Linked DNA regions of Zea mays: region 1 is linked to region 2. The links are chromatin contacts, called in public Hi-C maps. All regions are on one chromosome and are shown on one strand. Each heading gives the region's core, a stretch centred on a gene start, on an enhancer-like site or on the middle of the called end of the contact. The rest is flanking DNA. Distances are from core to core; before and after follow the strand shown. Region 1 holds the start of LOC103646334 (ABC transporter G family member 51). Region 2 holds the start of RAB2A (Ras-related protein Rab-2-A).

What was found. A called contact is a pair of places that touch in the nucleus more often than the background predicts.
Region 1: a Hi-C map of leaf shows a contact between it and region 2, with 4 times the contacts expected there. The contact joins the promoter of LOC103646334 here to the promoter of RAB2A in region 2. A contact is called at or near these places in 6 of 25 Hi-C or Micro-C datasets (ear, leaf, leaf mesophyll and 2 more).

The regions. Positions count from the first base shown.
Region 1 is chr2:41,368,575-41,371,274 of Zm-B73-REFERENCE-NAM-5.0, forward strand. LOC103646334 (ABC transporter G family member 51) reads left to right here and starts at 1,277. Exons shown (of 24, transcript XM_008671066.3): 1 at 1,277-1,996; 2 at 2,214-2,334. The coding sequence starts at 1,695.
Region 2 is chr2:41,035,537-41,038,236 of Zm-B73-REFERENCE-NAM-5.0, forward strand. RAB2A (Ras-related protein Rab-2-A) reads right to left here and starts at 1,288. Exons shown (of 6, transcript NM_001112608.1): 1 at 1,157-1,288; 2 at 850-989; 3 at 174-256; 4 at 1-64. The coding sequence starts at 1,202. TRNAI-AAU (transfer RNA isoleucine (anticodon AAU)) reads left to right here and starts at 2,121; the gene lies at 2,121-2,194.

The sequences.
Region 1 (2,700 bases), core at 27-2,526, 330 kb after region 2:
TTTCTATTCCCCTTCCACTCAAAGCCCATTCAAATTCCCATTTTCCCGTACAACCCACGTCTACCTAAAATTTAAAACACAAATAGTCTAAGGGAATCGGATTAGAACCCGCGACCCCTCAGGCAAATGCGAGTAATAGCTATCGCTACACCACATGTGTGTTTATGTCACATCTATGAGACTATAACAGGAAAACATCTACTACATCTCTCCTCAAGCCCACCTGCTACTCTTGCACAATGCGTAGTAGTAGATAAGTATCAACGAGATTATTGAATTATATTTTGGATGAAGGGAGGAGTATTTAAAAAGGACCTTACATGCATTTTTTTGTTTGAATAATGTTTTTAACTTAAATTACCTTTTTTGCATGCATGACATTTATTCTCCATAATATATTTTTTTCCATGGATCCGATTTGTGAGTCATTTTCATAAATCAATGACAAGGATGAATCCATGTTTCTTACTTGGAAACCTCGAACAAACACCACCAGCAGGAGGCGCTCACGTTGGTGTCGTTCATCGACGATGAGAAGAAGCATGACGACTACCAGTTCGACCTCTGAAAGTAGTCCTACGTGACCGCATGCGCCGCTGTGCACGACAAGCTCTGGCACAGCCGCCCCCTTGGATACGGTCCAGAGCGGCTGCATCGCGCTGTCGATCATCAAGCAGGGGGACCTCATGGCCGTCGCCAACGTCGGCGACTCTCGGGTTGTTCTGGGCATCGCATCCGACGACGACGCCATCACACTGTCCAGCTCATCGTCCACTTGAAGCCCAACCTGCCACGTAAGTCGCTCTTGACCGGGCATAAATTCTTGTACGCTGTGACGACGGCTGTTGCTGACGTTGTGCGAGTGTCTTCGAACATGATGTATTATATGTTTCCATTGCAACGTATGGATACTCACCTAGTTAAAGTTGATGAAGTTAAACTACGCCAAATAGAGCCTAAAAGTCCTATTGAACAATTTTTTTTTTTGGAACGAAGAGACGGTTTGATTTCCTAGGCCCACAACGATGTTGTGGCCCTAGCCGCCCTAGACAGAAATCCAAACAGATCCGTACCTCCAATGCAACTTGTTGGATTACAACGCGTACCGGTGGCGCGCAGGACTACCGTCGATCTCGGGCGCGTACGGTACGTAGCTGTCCCAACAGCCGCCGCCGCCGCCGCCTCGTCTCTGTGGTGGTGGAGCTAATTAATAGGCTAATAGTAGCATGCATGCGAGGCAGCGACCTCGCGCCTCCACGGCTCCACCGCCAGCAGTACCTTCCCAGTGTTTTTGTGGGAAATTGGGTTAGTTTCTTACTACTCTGGTGCTCATCGTTCACATCCCAGAGAGAGACGCGCCCGATCCGATCACATTGCCGCCGCGCCTCTCCGACTCTCATCCCATATAGGAGTACACTTCCCCCCTCAGGGGAGAACCGTGCGCGTTTTGTTTTCCTCTTCTATTAGTAGTTCTTGCAACCTCTATACATACGTATCTAGTTGTCGTAAGAGACAGAGACTCATCGCTGCACCTCCAGATTAGATCACGGCGGAGGCAGAGGGAGAGGCCAACCTATACCTACATAACGTCTAGTCGCAGAGACTTAATTAGTATACTGCACTTCCAGACCAGGCCAGATCAAGGCGGCGGACGCGCAGGGGCGGGGGCGGGGGCGGAGGCGGAGGCGGAGGCGATGGCGGCGAGCGGCGCCGTCCAACCCCACGTGGCGTTGGATGTCAATGTGGAGGAGGACGCCAACGACGACGAGGCGGCCGACCGGCTCTGGGCGACCATCGAGCAGGTCGCCTCCCCTCAGCGGCGCAACCTCGCGATCGTCGCCCTCGACCCCGGCAGTGCATCACAGAAGAAGGAGGAGGTCATGGACGTGCGGAGGCTCGACCGCCGCGGCGCCCAGCGCGTGCTCCAGAGGGCGCTGGCCACCGCCGACTGCGATAACGCGAAACTCCTCCGCGGCATCAGGGACCGCCTTGACGCGTGCGTAATGCAGCAGATCTCCTGCCTCCTCCTCGTCCTCCTTCGATCTTCAATTTTTGTTTTTTTTTACTTTGATCCTGTCGCCTATGCTAAACCCCATTGATCGATTATTACTAGTTTCTATGATTTGCCTACTACTACTATTTGCGTGCGTATTTACTGAATATATATATGGTGTGGATCCCAATAATTACTGCATGCTTATTTGGTCGTGAAGGGCGGGACTGGACGTGCCACGGGTGGAGGTGAGGTTCCGCAACCTGACGGTGTCCACGGAGGTCCACTACGGCCGCCGGGCGTTGCCAACGCTCCTCAACTACGTCCATGACATTGCCGAGGTATATATGGAGGATATGATTCGTCTTTTTCTTTTCTTTTTTACGTGCTGGGTAGGGCAAAGCGCGGATCTTCTCATGATTTTAATTTGCTTGCTCGGATAGCGACTGCTTCATGCCAATGCCATCGTGTGATTAGACTGTCCACGTCAGGACGACCTTTGATCAGCAATAGTCCTGTGACGCGTTGTTGCCAGTTTCCCTTTGCACGCTATGGGTACTTAAATCTCGTCACGTGTGCAGTTACGGCTGACAGATGCAACTAGCAATTTTGACATGCTCACAGTTTTAGTTTATACATGACAACTGTGTACCCTTTTTTAATGTTATTATTATTACACCAGCTGCGACCGGTTGCTAATACGTAGT
Region 2 (2,700 bases), core at 38-2,537:
GTTAGCATTCGCGTGCTGCCTTGCATCCTCCAGCCAGCTTGCAAGGTGATTGAAAGTCTCCCTCCTGAAATTAGTCCAACATGGATTTGGATGCCAGTATCAACACTATTCAGGAAACCGCGTGCATAAAGAATACCGCCCAAGCAGCTTAGAACTTATGTGGGGGTAATCACCTAGTGATATCATAGACCAAAAGAGCACCAGCAGCTCCTCTGTAGTATGATCTAGTTATGGATCTGAATGACTCTTGACCAGCCTGCATAATGTTAAGAGACAACACAATCAAGACAGATAAATGATGCATGTGGCCGGCCACATGGGTATTCCACATCATTAACATCGTGGCGTGGCAGCAAGGATAACTTAAATCAACAAACGGTCATATGGTTCAGTGCGCTAATAGTCAGATAACTCCAGTGGGGTGGGCACACTGATAAAAAAAAGAGATATCCAAAATGTTGTAGTTTCGGAGCTCAAAGAGATACTGGCTGCTTGTATCAGCCGCTGCTAGTTCGACGCTACAGTGACATGTGAGGAGGCAGACGGCCACAGAAGCAGAAGCAGCAGCTGCTGGAACTGGGCCAACTGACTGCGGAAGTGTTTTTTCATCTCGAACTACAGACCCAAAAATAACTTTATGCCACACTAACTGGACATCCTAAATTCCAGTTGGCAACCAGAATTGAGTTCCCATAAGGCCATAAGCAACTGAGGAAGCTATTATGTTGCCTTAATTGGTAGCGGTAGATCGACCTGAAGCAAGTGCAAGTATCTAAGGGATACGTAAGAACGAAGGAAAGTATAGCGGTAAGAACGAAGGAAAGTATAGCGGACAAACAGGTCACCGACCGTATCCCAAATCTGGAGCTTGATGGGCTTGTTGTCGATGTTGATCATCCGGGCCCCGAACTCGACGCCGATGGTGAGGTCGTGGACGGGCTGGAAGCGCTTGTCGGTGAACTGCAGCAGCAGGCACGACTTACCGACGCCTGCAGCAAAGCAAAGGCAAGCAGAGGAAGGCCGTCAGCGTCATCGCGAGCGGGCAAGCGGATTAGAATGGATCTCCATCTCGCCGCGGCGGCGGCAGCAGGTTGGGAGGCGCGTGGATCCAATCGGAGAACGGAGGAAGGAAAAGGGCTGACGGGACGAGACGGACCTGTGTCGCCGATGATGATGTACTTGAAGAGGTAGGCGTACGACATCTCCGGTGGTGGTCTTGGTCCTCCGGGGACGAAGAGCTGCGGGGGGCTTCCGCGTGCGGGGGAGGAATCGGAGGAGGGGTTTGCAGTTGCAGGTTGCGTTTGCTTAGCAAGGGCGGCGGAGGAGACGTGATTACGTGAAGGAAGCGACGGGTTGACAGCTAATTTGGGGGCGGTTTGTTCTTGTTCCTTCGGCGGCGGGGTGACGCGCGGACTGCTTGGATTCACGTTGCGGCTTGCCCGTTTCTTTTTTTTTCTTTTGAAAAATTGTCTTGAGAACAAAGATTAGCTAAAAAAACTAGTTAAAGTTAATGATTTAGCTACTCTCAATAATAGATTTTACAGTAGGCTAATCAACAGACGTTTTATCGAAATAAAAATTTATCTAAGTATATAATAACTGAGCAAATTAAATTTATATAGTTCCTAAAAAAAATAAAAATAACATAGTTTATATTTCATAAATAAAATTGTGAGGAGATGTGGCAACCTTTGAAGATCGAGTTTGAACGCCGCGGTTTGAACACATCTATTACTGCTAATCCAAAAACTGTGGACAATGACATTGGCATCATAGACAGTTCGTTTGGTTTCCAAACTGCGGTGGAGATTGCTCAGCAGGCAATTGACGCTGCTCATGTGGAGGCTGTTAGTGATGTAGGCCTTGTCAAACTAATGGGATGGAGTACAGGCCATATCCACCTGGAAGGTAAGGGTGGCCTGTTTGAGTTTCTGTATAAGAAGGGGCATGCTGACATCGTGGTTGCTGCAGGACCACTAGAAGATGTCGCTGGATGTGAATGATAACAAACGGGCATGGGTTAGATCTGTTACGAATCAGCAAGATTTCTTGAAATCCCAAGCATAAAGTCCAGTGGCTGATTAATGTAAATAACTGTTCAAGTTCATATTGAACAAATTGGCCTATTAGCTCAGTTGGTTAGAGCGTCGTGCTAATAACGCGAAGGTCGCAGGTTCGAGACCTGCATGGGCCATATTTTTGTTGTTTTCCTTTTTTTTTTGACAATTTTCAACTTGACCTTTTTTTGGCATTTTTCAACTTCACTATGGAACAAAACTTATTTCTTTTTTACTTTTCCATCTTGCAGCTGCATACCACTTCAGTACTTCACTCTACGACATACTCCCTCCGTTTCTTTTTATTTGTCGCTGGATAGTGCAATTTTACACTATCCAGCGACAAATAAAAAGAAACGGAGGGAGTACCTTCCATGTTTTTGGTTGTTTCTCGTTTTTTTTTTGACAATTTTCAACTTGACCTGAGAACATTTTTTTTACATTTTTCAACTTCACTCTGGAACAGAATTTATTTTTTACTTTTTTCATCTTGCAGCTGTATAACACTTCACTCTACAACATAACTTCCATGTTTTTGGTCGTTTTCCCTTTTTTTTGACATTATCTTGCAGCTGTATACCCACTTCATTCTAGAACAGAACTTATGACTGCTTCTTTTGTTTTTGACATTTTCATCCTGCAG